Linked DNA regions of Sus scrofa: region 2 is linked to region 1. Evidence: chromatin contacts called from public HiChIP or PLAC-seq data. All regions are on one chromosome and are shown on one strand. Each heading gives the region's core, a stretch centred on a gene start, on an enhancer-like site or on the middle of the called end of the contact. The rest is flanking DNA. Distances are from core to core; before and after follow the strand shown. Region 1 has its middle 72 kb from the start of TNP1. Region 2 has its middle 310 kb from the start of TNP1.

What was found. HiChIP or PLAC-seq counts read pairs in DNA pulled down with a chosen protein or histone mark.
Region 2: a contact with region 1 is called in an H3K27ac HiChIP or PLAC-seq map of skeletal muscle. The contact joins two enhancer-like sites. A contact is called at or near these places in 2 of 47 Hi-C or Micro-C datasets (embryonic fibroblasts and fibroblasts) and 1 of 2 datasets of contacts at active chromatin or transcription factors (skeletal muscle).

Annotation. Positions count from the first base shown.
Region 1 is chr15:119,106,730-119,113,173 of Sscrofa11.1, reverse strand. No RefSeq gene overlaps it. Among named protein-coding and RNA genes, the nearest start is that of TNP1, 72 kb to the right of the region's middle. Within about 2 kb of position 2,548, at least 3 of the 83 cell types and tissues checked have an H3K27ac peak or open chromatin away from gene starts, as enhancers often do. A contact at or near this core is called in skeletal muscle, where this site is marked.
Region 2 is chr15:119,342,588-119,349,031 of Sscrofa11.1, reverse strand. No RefSeq gene overlaps it. Among named protein-coding and RNA genes, the nearest start is that of TNP1, 310 kb to the right of the region's middle. Within about 2 kb of position 3,336, at least 1 of the 83 cell types and tissues checked has an H3K27ac peak or open chromatin away from gene starts, as enhancers often do. A contact at or near this core is called in skeletal muscle, where this site is marked.

The sequences.
Region 1 (6,444 bases), core at 1,299-3,798:
GCACCTGCAGCATATGGAAGTTTCCAGGCTAAGGGTCGAACTGGAGCTTTAGCCACAGCAACACCAAGCCACATCTGTGACCCACACCACAGCTCACGGCAGCACCAGATCCTTAAGCCACTAAGCAAGGCCAGGGATTTCACCTGCCTTCTCATGGATCCTAGTCAGGTTTATTAACTGCTGAGGCACAAAGGGAACTCCTCAGAAGAATTTTAACAAAACTGTCCCTTCCTCAAATGGGCTGCTCCTTCTGCATGTACCAGTCATCTTGTCTCTGTGCCCTCTGCCCTCCCCCCATCTCTGACTGCCCACACCCTACCCTCTCCTCAAGACCCATTTCAAATGCCACCTGCCCGATTCGGCACCCTCTGGCCACAGATGGTAACTTAAATTGAAATTTCCTGAAATAAAATAAAATTAAAAATTCAGTACCTTGGTCTTCCTAGCCAAGTTTCCAGGCTAGCAGCTCCATTATGGGACAGCACAGACACAGACCATTGTAAAATATTCTGTGTAATCTACAATGAAGCCTGCTCTAGGGGAGCTGGGGATATAGGAGAAGCTGAGCTTGAGTTTCCTTCAAAGAATTCTTGCTCTATTCCTTTTTCTCAGGGTTGTCTCTATGCTTCTGGATCTGAACTGAGCATGGCATAAATTCCTGGGGGAAAATCCCAGAACTATTCTGGCTGCAGCCTGCTCCCATGGGAGGCAGATTCTAGGAGGGAGGGGATCAGGCCATGCCAGGAGAGGCTGAAGTCACAGTTAGTGACAGGACCTGAAACCACCCTTAGCACTGCCCTTGTACTAGCCTGTCTCCCCAAAACCCAGGACTCCTAAGGGGACAGAAAAACATCCCCAGACCTCAGGCTCAGCCCTGTCCCCAGCCAGGGGCCTGGACAGAAAGGGTTTTCGGAAGGAGGAGAGGGTGGAGGAGCATACGAACAAGGGGCCTTCTGTGACCTGGAATGAAGTCCTGGAGCACTGGACCTTTCACCTTGGCTTTCCCAGGCAGACAAACTGTCTGAGGCCTCCTGGCCTTGACCCCACTGCTACAAGCTGAAGTATTACTCTCAGCCCACCTACTGGTGTGTGTTCAGCTGTGGTCTTCACGATGAGCAGGGAGCCCCTCCTTCAGCCTATGGCCAGGAAAGTGTGACCCCAAGAAGCTGACTCCTCTGGCCCTCCTCCCGTTAGCACTGTGGCCACATTAAGGATCTCATCTATAACAGCAGCCCCTCCCTCTTTCTTTGCCAAACACTGCAAAGGCTGAGAGAGAATAAGGTACAGAGAGTGAGGGTTAAAGAAGGCATGATGGGGAGGCAAGAGGAGGGAGGCTCTGGGGAGAGGAAGGGCAGATGAGCCGGAAGCTGCTTGAATAATACAGAGATGGAGGGAGGAGAGGGAGAGAGCAAGAGACTTGGAGCAGAGCCCCCCACATGCACAGTCGTTGTCATGTCTGTGCTGCTGGCTAACGGGATCCTCTCTCGGCCTCATACCATCTGCTGGGCTGACTCGCCCTTGGTGGCAGCTGGTTAGTGGGACTCAGTATTGACCAGGCAAGAGGGAGTGGGGAACAACACGGGATAGCTTTCTTTCCTCCTTCAGGCCCTGAATGTCCATTCCAAGCCCTTCCTGCCAGGACCAGAGACCCTGAGATGTGATCTTCAGCTGGACATATCAGACATTGTATGGACCACGGCTCTGCTCAGGCACAACTCACTGTCAAGCCTGCTTCTAGAAGACTCAGATTCAGCATCAGGCAAGGGAAGGAGGATGCTGATGGGGGTCAGGGAGTGTGGTCAATGTTCTCTGGGACCCCATCTCTTTAGTGGTCCATTCAGAATAAAAGGATGTCCTTGGGGCTCCATATCTGGGCCCACTCAACATATTCCATGCTGCCCAAGTTTATTTATTGTCAATGGTCTTTCCAAAGCAATTTCCCAATTTCTCTAGTCACTTCCCTGTGGCATACAGTTGTCTTTGCCTCTGAGATCTGTCTGTACTTTTCCAGGGAATCAAGTCATATACAAGAATGATTACTTCTCCAACCTATTCCAAGTGTAGAACTCAGTCTTACAAATAAAGTAACAAAAACCCAGAAAAGGAAAATCATCAGGCTGGAGGTATCAGGCCAAGATTGGAACTTATGGCTCTGAACTTCCAGCTTGACTCTTCCTTCTCTGCTCCTCTGGGCCTCCACCAAATGGAGAGCCAATGAGGTGAACAGTTAGTTCCACATCCCACGATATAACCCATCAGAGCGTAGGACCTCCACCACCATGTCTTAGAGGCCTTTATTCTTCTTGTTAAAGCTGGTTATTTCTTCTTTTTCACTAAACCATCCAAAGGCAGTCTTGAAGGCTGATTTACATAATCACTTGGGATCTCTGCCTCCTAGGGCTGTGGTGAAGTTAAGGGGGTGGGGGGAAGAGCAGGGATGAAGGTTTCACATATCATTGGCCATGGCCTTTGGGAGGTACAGTCCTACTAGTACAGGGTAGCCTGGGACTGCCAGTGGCTCCCATTCACCCAACACCCCTGACTGAGCCCTGCTGATGAAAATCATTACATGGGTGCTCATGGATTCCTGGAAGTGCTGAGGCTGGAGGCATGCTCAATGGGAAGACACTATGTACAATTTCCAAACAAATTCACAGCTCAATTGTGCTGCTTGGATGGTTCCAAATTCCTCCTGCTGAGCCTGATTTCCCTCTGACTTTTTTTTTAATTATTAAAAACACAGGCCATCTGCCATCCCTGCAGGAAGACGGAGACTGCCAGAGGGCTGTAAACAGATCCTACGTGACGCCAGGGCCATAGTGCTCACCTCTGCCAAACAACCTCAACCACCCAACCCTAGAAAATACCCAGAAGACTCCAGCTATTTTTTCCCTGGGGGCTTTCTGTCTCTGCTCAGAAGACAAATGGCTTAGGAGAGCCGACGCAAAGTGCATGCAGCAAGGAGCAAGGGGTCAGGATGTGGGATTAGGGGAGACGGGAGGCCTTGACGGGAATCCCACAGCAGATTTTTCCTTGGGAAAGTCTGGCTTTCTAGTCCCTGCTGACTCAGAAGAAAACTCAGACCTCAGATTTCCACATTAAGGTGCTTCCTGCTGCTTCACACAGCTACTGGCTCCTCAGTAGGACTATTCACTTGACTTGACATCAACAATCCAGGTTTGCAGTAGTGTGGTCATAAGGTAAGCCAGACTTATTTGACTTAATTAGCATATGAGCCCTAGGGCACCCTGGGAGATGAATGGGTGTCACTGTAACTGAAAGATGTAGCTGATGAGAAAAATTGTTAGCACAGACATTTACAGACTCACAGAGGTATATTTGATTTCCTACAGAAAATAAGTCAACTTGGTAATAATGATGGTAGACTCATGATGATAGAAGTGACAGTAAATCATGAGACTCATAGTGTTACAAAAGCAATTACTACTTTTAGCATTTCGCTGGTGTCCCATGGCCTCTGGAACCAGACTGCCTGGAGCTGAGTACAGTCTCCTCATTTTTGGGCAGTATGAGCCGGGCAAGTTATTCAACTCCTTGTGCCTCGGTTCTCATTTTATAAAGTGAGCATAATTACAGTTCATATGTCATAGGGTTATAGATCCAGCTATACTAACTTTAGCCAGATACCACTCCCAGGAACAGGTCCCTCCCTATCTATTACCCTCCATGAGGGATTCTTTTGTTCTCTCCTGTGGGTTGAAGATTGGAACACTGATTTCACTCTCCAGAGTCTAGATTCCTTCTTCAGGAGGCTCTCTTCCAGACAGGAACTGCCGTTCAAGAAGCTAACTTGCTAGGACAGCGGGCAGTAAATAGGACAGTAAAGGCTCAGATTCTATAGCCTCTGCTAAAGAAGGAAGTCCCCTAAATTCCATGACCCCACATGAAAAATTCACTTCCTAGAAAGGATCTGTGGCTGATTGAACCTGGCCACCATTGAGAAGGAGGTCTATTCCCCTGTCCTTGAATCTCAACTGGCCTGATGACCTGCTTGGCAATAGACTGTGGCAGAAGTGACACCTAGGGCTTCAGAGGTTAGGTTCTGAGATGTCCCAGAGCTTTTTCCTGGGTTTCTTAGAATACTCTCTGAGCCTTGAGCCGCTATGGAAGAAGCCCAATGCCCGCTGCACAGATCACGTAGTGAAGCCAGGGACTACATAAAGAGGAAAAGGATGCTTGCTGAGCCTTGCCTTCCAGCTATCCCCATCAAGGCACCAGACATGACAGTGAGCTGTCCTGGCCCTCCAGACCAGCCCACCTGCCAGCTAAATACCCTTGAGTGACCCTAATTGCCAACATGGGGAGCAAAAGAATCTCCCAGCTGAGCCCTTCCTACGTTCCACCCATGAAATCATGAAATACAAGGAAAACATAACAAGAATTCTTATAAATCAGGATAGTTAGTTTCACCTCAGTAGATAATAGTGTCTGTGCCAGATGCAAGTATAGCCATGAGCAGCAAATTCAGACAGGTCTGAAACATCCCATGAGTTACTTCAGAGGACATTTTTTTTTAATTTGCTCTGACTCCCCTTTTTTTAGGGGAAGCCACTCTTCCTCATTCTCTGATAATGCTGCCCGGCATTACAATTTGTGACAGAATAAGTGGCTAGCCATTCAACAAATGTCTTTACTTTACTGCTGAGCTCACGGCCAGCCTTCATGTACCAGACAGTATTCCATTCCATGCACGTGGCTAAGTTCTGACTGATGAAATATGAGTCTGGTCCATCAGAGAACCTCCTGCATACTGGTCCAGTTTCTCATCCCCTGTCTGTTGGTTGAATATTGATGCTCTTGGTGACCTTGGAAGCTGCAAGTTGAAAATGGCAGGACCTCTCTGAGCCTGTGTGCTTGAGAATGTTCTCCTGATGGGATTTTAAATGACTAAAAGATAAACTTCTATTATGCCAAGCCCCTGAGACTCCCAGAGTTTGTTGTTACATTAGCTAGAGCTTCCTTATTATTCTGTTATGGCTAATGACTCCATCCTTGCTGATCAGAGGATCCCTTTCCTTTGGACACAAGATTGTGCTAGTGATAAATGCAGAATCACGGTTGAGCTAATTGAGTTACCTCCTGAAGTGTGCTAGGCGCTCTCTATCTTTGGAGCTCTGGGGGCATTTTGCTGAGAGAGACAGTTAGTTTTGATGATGTCAGTGAACTCGTGGGTTCAACTATACCTGAAGCTAGACCACTCCTTAGAATACCCAGTAACATGAGCCAGAAGACACCCTCTGGGAAAAAACTTATTGACAGTGTATTTTCAATCTTATCTCCAAGAGTCCTTACTAACATTGGAAGAATTATCTCAGATTTAAAGAGTTTTTAGAAGGCAGGGCATCCCAAGTCCTGTGTCCATGGTAAATCTGAAACCCAGAGCATCCCATTATACATGTTTCTTATGATAATTCATTGGGATCTCATATTTTATTTTAAGGCCATTTCATTACATTCTTGCACCCCCAGTAAGGAGGTAGCTCTGATCTAGGAAATGAACCCAGGCTAAGGAATAGGAGGCAGCTCTTCCTTTCTGGGTAAAACAGAATATTTGCCCCAAAGATGGCATACCTTTACAATTTTCAAACAATTTTAAGAGTATCCCAACTCCCAAGCCTGGTAGTATTATAAAAGCATAGAGACAGTGTCTTGGAGGTAAAGAAGGCTGGTAGCAACACATGGGGAGAAGGAATCAAGGATTAGGCAACAGGTATAATCTTAGGTTAAAATTTCAATTTTTGAGAAAAATGTCTAAGCCTAACTGTGTTGCACATTTGTATGCTGTAATTTGCTTTTGTTCTCTTTCATTTGCCAATACATTCCATTTATCCCCAATGTAGTGGATTGGATTGTGTTGCCCCCAAAGACAGGCTTTAGTCCTAACCTTAAGTACCTGTGGATGAGATTTTCCTTGGAAATAGGGTCTTGGCAGATGCAACCAAGTTAAGATGAAGTCGTTTTGGATCAGGGTGAGCCCTAAATCCAGTGACCAGTGTCTGTATAATAGAAAAGGGAGAGACATTTGGAGACAGAGACCCAGAAGAGACACAGGGAAGCAGGCCAGGTGATGATGGAAGTAGAGATTGGAAAGATGCAGCTACAAGCCAAGGGACATGCCAAGGAGCCCCCAAACTAGGAAGAGGCAAAGATGGATTCTTCCCCGGAGCCTTCAGAGGAAGCGTTTCTCATCCAACACTTTGATTTCAGATTGGCCTCCAGAACCATGAGAAAATATATTTCAGGTGTTTTAAGCCACCTACTTTGTGGCTATTTATGATACAGCCCTAGGAAGCCAATATACCTAAGTTTCTCATCCATGTATGAACACTCCCTCAGAGTGACTAAGGCTAAGAAGAGGTGCCTAAGCTGGTCAGTCTTAGGAGCTGGAGGAAAATAAGTCTGTCCCACTGGCTACATAGAACA
Region 2 (6,444 bases), core at 2,087-4,586, 240 kb before region 1:
TCTTAATTTTGGAGGGTGCCATTAACTTCCCTGTAACAAAGGGGGAAGCAAATGGAATTCCATTTTTGAAAGGCATGAAAAACAGATGCAAATATGCATCACATCAAAACAGCAGTCTTCAAATATCTCCAAGCCAAAGGCACTACACAGTTAGCAGCTGCTTAGAGTAGCCCTCACTCACTGTCATCCACTTCAGTTAACAGCAGCCATGAAACATCTACATAACCATCCAAAGAATATTAAAAGTTTTATTAAGTAAAAAAAATCATGAAATCTAAGAAGTTTCCAACAAGCTTGCAAATGCCTCTGAGGGCTGCCATGTCAATTTCCCTTTCTCCAAAGAGGAGAACATCTACATCAGCACTGGTTTATAATGTTGATCTCTCCTCCCAGTGTTTCATTCTTCTGGTCTCTAGTAAAAAATAATTCTTGGGTAGAAAGGGGAAAAAGACAGAGAAGACCAAAAAATTAATGTTTTTCTAATATTGTTTGTTCACAGGCAGATCTCTATGATAAAAAATCCTGGTCAGTTTAGAAGTATATTTTGCTTTATGAGAAAAGGGAGGATGGTATACTAGAAATACAAGTGATCTGAGTCAATAAATCTTACTGAGTTACTGGAAAAATCAGAGACCAAACTCTGAGAACTTGCTGAGTCATTTCCTTCCTCCAGAGAGTTTAATCTGTAAAATGGAAGGGTTAAACTAAAAGATTTCTGAGGTTACGTCTATCCATGTTTTTAACATATGTGACAGAGAAGAGATGACTCTTAATTAAATTGCTCCTAGATATCAAAAGAAGAAAATGGGAAACACCCAAATAAGAAAATAGACAAAGGGGGTAAAAAAAAGTAACTTGCAAAAGAAATACTACATTAGGTCAGTAATACATGAACAGATGTCCAACCTCACTAATGACTGAAGAAATTTTTTTTTGATCTTTTTTTTATTCTTTTTTTTTTTTTTTTTTTGTCTTTTAGGGCCACACCAGCAGCATATGGAGGTTCCCAGGCTAGGGGTCTAATCAGAGCTGTTGTTTCTGGCCTATGCCAGAGCCACAGCAACACCAGATCCAAGCCAAGTTGGCAACCTACACCACAGCTCACTGCAACACTGAATCCTTAACCCACTGAGTGAGGCCAGGGATCGAACCTGCGTTCTTGTGGATGCTGGTCAGGTTCGCTAACCACTGAGCCACAATGGGAACTCCCTGACTGAAGAAATTTTAAATGTTAAGATGTTCTCTCAGGGTTACTTCTGAGCCTGGTCAAAAAGGAATAGATGAATTTTCACAATTTTTAAGTTATAGTGGAGTTCCCATCATGGTGCTGTGGAAACTAATCTGACTAGGAACCATGAGGTTGTGGGTTCGATCCCTGGCCTCGCTCAGTGGTTTAAGGATCCAGCATTGCCAGGAGCTGTGGTATAGGTCACAGACGTGGCTCAGATCTGGCATTGCTGTGGCTCTGGCATAGGCTGGAAGCAACAGCTCCGATTAGACCCCTAGCCTGGGAACCTCCATGTGCTGCTGGTGCGGCCCTGAAAAGGGACAAAAGACAAAAGAAAAAAAAAGTTATAACATTGTTTATAATAGAAAAATCTTGGAAACAACATTTATTCCCCATTATGGTATACACATTTATTAGAATACTACGATCCATTAAAAATGATAATATGGATCTAAAAGCCTTAACAGTTGAAATACAGCTATCGCATATTGAGAAAAAAAGAGAAGGTTGCCAAATAGGCATGGCACTACTCAAGGAAAACGTATGTATGGATGAGTGCATGTGCACTGGAAAAGACCCGAATGGACGGCTTCTAACTATTAAAACGGTTATCACAAGGTGTTGAAATCATTGCATAGTCATGTATGGCCACCTTCTTTACACTTTTCCGTATTGTTAGGATGTTGCACAGTGAAGACATGCTACTTTTATAATCAATAAATGTTACATCCATTTGGGAATAATATATAACTAATAAAGTACTATAAGCATGCTGCATATAAATAACAAAATATAAATATAAATATAAAGCAAAATAGAAATAAGCCCTCTTTGGGCAACAGATGATGGTAAGAGTAACTATTAACCTGTTCTGTTCATTTAGAGCACCAGAGTCTTGGATACAATGATTAGTTGCTTCTTTGTATTCATTTGCCTCTTTTAAAAATCGGTTTTATTTTCTGAGCCTCAGTTTCTCCATCTGTAAAATAAGGATTTATTATTTTCACCTTGCAAGGTAGTTGCAATAACTCAATGAAAAACACCTATATATTGTCTACAATAATAAATATCACTTACTCAAATTATACAAAATTTATACATTTATATACAAACAGTGATTCCTAAATTGATTAATAGAAACCACACTGGAATGATATAAGTCATTTGTACTTGTTGTGTTAACCAGGTTAGTAGTTAATAGGATATTCTTAATAGGATAGTGGTGAAAACTTTGGCCATGAGTGAATTTACTTCCTTCAGTGGATTCTCCCAAATTCTCTAATGTGAAGCCTTCATAACACTGCTTAGCCAGTTGGTCACATAGCAACATATACGGAGTTCTGAATATTAGCCACCTTTGGTGGGGGGATGGTGGGGATCTAAAAAAGAAAAAAGAAGATTCAAATTCTGCCTTCAATGTGCTTATAGTACAATGAGAAAAACAAGCCAACACTTCACAAAATGCAGTGTGATGAAATGCTATATGTGAAACATATACACTTAAAAGCTAGAGAAGTTTATATAATTCACTCTGTAGGTGGAAGCTTCAGGGAAGCTGTGATGCCAGAGAAAATTTTAAATGGGAATTTTTTACAAGGAAGATACCGGGAAAGGCATTCCAGGCAGAGAAGGAAACATGCAAAGGCATTGGAAGCCCATCCCCAGGAGACACAAAGCATTTCACAAAGAGGGTGGCATGGTTGGTGCATAAGACACGTGCTGGGAATTGGAATGAAATGGAGCTGAAGATACACAGGGACAGGATGGTGGGGGAGCTTGTAAGTTAGGCTGAGGTACATAAACTTTATCCTGGAATCCTCAGCATGAGACTAAGAAGTTTGATATGAAATGATCCATATTTTCTCACATCTGGTCTGGTCACTTCCCAGTGGGATACACTGAAAGACGGTAAACATGAGAGAAGGTAGAAATATATGTGGGGTCATGAATTTACTTTCCCACAATCTTTTTTCTTTGACTGTCATATTTCACTCACCCCTCATGTTCCCACGTGTTCTATAAAATGATCGTCTTCTTCCCCGTGGCCGCCTGATTCTCTCTTTCATCCTTCCTTTTCAGGAAGGTGACTTCATGGCAAAAGCTGTACAGGAATAAAGCAACACTATCTAGGAGCAGAGGATAGAGCCTTAGGAGGATTTCACTGAAGTCCCACTAAGAGAGAGTGAGAACATGAACAAAAGTAGGGAGAGAAGATGACGAGGCAGCGGTGGGTCAAGAGAATAGAACTAATGTGGGAAATGAGGGGTTCTCTACTAGCTTGACCATTGACTGGCTGTTAGAACTTTGGCAAGAATCCCTTAATATCTCTGAGACACTGATAAAATGGAAGAGAGTATGGGTATGGACTAAGTCAATCTACAGAGCTCATTTGGTTATAGAACTGGGATATGAAGTTATGGTGACTAGATAGTCTTGACTATGCTGGTGAGGTCCATGAGCTAAGAATGGGAGTATGAAGGGGCAGGAAAGGTGCTGAAGGGACTGGGTTGAGTCTTTTCCAGAGGAGGAAATGAGATGGGTGCGTCTCCAGAGAGATGTACCGGCAAGGCAATGTTGGCGTCCTTAGTGAACTCACTTTCAGTGACCTTAGAAAGGGTCAGCGAGGACTGGAAGGGTTAGGAAGATGACTTTAAGAACAAGCTGAGAAAATATGATAGCACAGGAGAGTGCTGAGAAAGAGCAGCCACCAGCAGAAAACTCTGGCACCTACTCCCTACCGATAAAACGGGCCAGCTCAGAAGCCAGCAGAGCTCTTCTGGGCTGGTACTCAAAGCAGGCAAGCAGACTGGGACAAAGGGGCTCTGCGATGTGGAGCAGAGTAGGGGTCCTGCTCAGCCAGTAGCACTCACACTGCAGGACCCCCACAATTTCTCCAGTGTAACTCACGCCTGGCTTGCCCTCCAAAACCCCACCACAACCACCACCTCCCACCAGCCTACTCCACCCGCCAGATGACCTGGACTGGAAATCAGGGGAGAGGTCTGCCATGGGTTGACAGCTGCATCACTGTCTGAGCCCTGGGGTGTTGATCAGTAAAATGGAGATAATCCATGTCCTGCCTAGCTTACAGCATTTTGGAAAAGAGCAAATGAAATAATGCAAAAATATGTAATAATGTTAAAATGTGCTCTAGGGTTTGAAATATGAGCATTGTCATGTCAGACCCTAAATAACTTGAATCTTCAATTCCCTCTAAGGCCTAAATATGTTAGAATTTAAAACAAAAAAGATCAGGGTATCTGGTTTTATTTGGCCCCCTTACAAATTCCTTAGACATCTTAACTGGCACTAATTTATAAAGTATTACAAAATTTTAGTAAAAAACATACAAATTTATAAAATGAAGGATCTACTAACTCAGTAAGATACCAGCTCATACCCGAAATTAGATTCCTCCTTTTACATCCTTGGCTTCTGCTGTTTGGAAAAGTCTACAGATAAATGTGGTTTTATAGAGAGTTCTTAGCTAAGAAACAGCAAGCAAAGACCTCTGATCCCAGCCTGCCTGATATGAGCTTTGATTTCCAAGGAGAGAGGTTAGTCTGAAAAAATTCTAGCATCCTATCAGATTCTGAGCAGGCACAGCTTTAGTATTTATTGAGCTCCCCCTATGCCTCAAGCTATTAGGGACTTGTAGGCAGTGGAGGGAGGGCCATGGGTAGTGTATACACCAGAGTTTCTACCTCAAATATCTTCAGGTAGTGGAAGGAGAGAGATGTAGATGTGCAGATGCATAAACAGAAAGTTAACAGTAATTTCTTCCATTTCTTGTTCCCATCAGATGTCTGATGCATTTGCATATGATGACACCAGATTCAAAAATGAACCTGGTTCCTCCTCAAGGAATATACATAACAATATCTTTGAGCTCTCCTGCAGAACTAAAACCCCCAGTGAATGGAAGATGTTAACTACTTGATGAAACATTCTTCATTTCAGAAAGAAGGAAGACTACCAGAACCAGTCATGGGACCACTAAACATCAGTTTTGAAAAACAATACAAGCTCGACTCAACATAGATCCTTATCTGTGGCCCTATTTTCTACTTCCAAACTATAAAACCATTTCCTATTCTCCACCAAAGGGGGTATAGTCTTTAAGGCATCAGCCTGCTGTGGCATCCTTAGACTGTCAAAGCAATAAAATGATAATCCCCCCCCAAAAAAAAGTGATCTGTGAAATGGGAAAGATTAGAAGGTAGAGGGGGTCGATTTTCATGTGTGTTTGATGGAGACTTTGAATTCTCCTTAGATGTATGGTGTGCTGAGCTAGAGTAGACTTAGGTCTCCTGGTTCCCAAGACAGATAGATGCCATGGTATATTAGAAAACCCATGATGGACTATTGAAGACAGATGGGCCTATATCAGAGTCTTTCCTCTAGACTGAACAACTTTTGGGTGAGATGCAACCTAATATGCCCATTTCACAGATAAGTCAGTGGGGTTGTGGTAAGGATTTTGAAGAGACAGGATATTTGAAGTGTCTCACATGGTGTCTGGCACAATGCAGAGAAGGGAGCTGACAGGTGTCAGCTTCTTCGGCAACCTTAGGACATGGAGCTAAAGCCTGCTGGGGAATGGCAGCTCTGGCACACCCTGGCAGGCTCTGCCCTACTCTCCTTTCAGTCAGCTGTGTGCCTTGGACCTCCTGGCCTGGAGTCCAGAAGTATGTTACTGGTGCCTTCAGCAAGCCCAGGGCTGCCTGGAAAGCTCTCAACCTGAGGTGGCAATGACGCAGCTGATCTGGATGCTGGAGATGGCCAGGGGAGGGAAAATGCAGAATCTTTGAAAGGAAGGCTCTTTGGAAGGAAACAGAGTTGATCCTAGGGAACACACCTGCCTCTTTTGAGCCCTGAAACAGGCTTTATCTCATTCTTCTTCAGCCATTATCTCTTTTGGTACAAAGGAAAGGGAGAGGTGAAGGTACAGCGAATGTTTTATTCCTCCCCTCATCATTCATGAGAGGTGAGGCTTTGTCAGGACAAATTTAAATCAAGCTGTATCATCCTGGCTGTTTCAGCAACCTGCAAGTATTTATTGAGTACCTACTGAATGCACATATTTTGCTAAATCTCCCAAGAGTCTGCATGTATAAGACAAAAATCCACAACAACCCAGCATAATCAGGTACACTGGAATTGAATCTTAGCTCTAATATTTACTAACAATATGATCTGGGACAAACTATTTAACC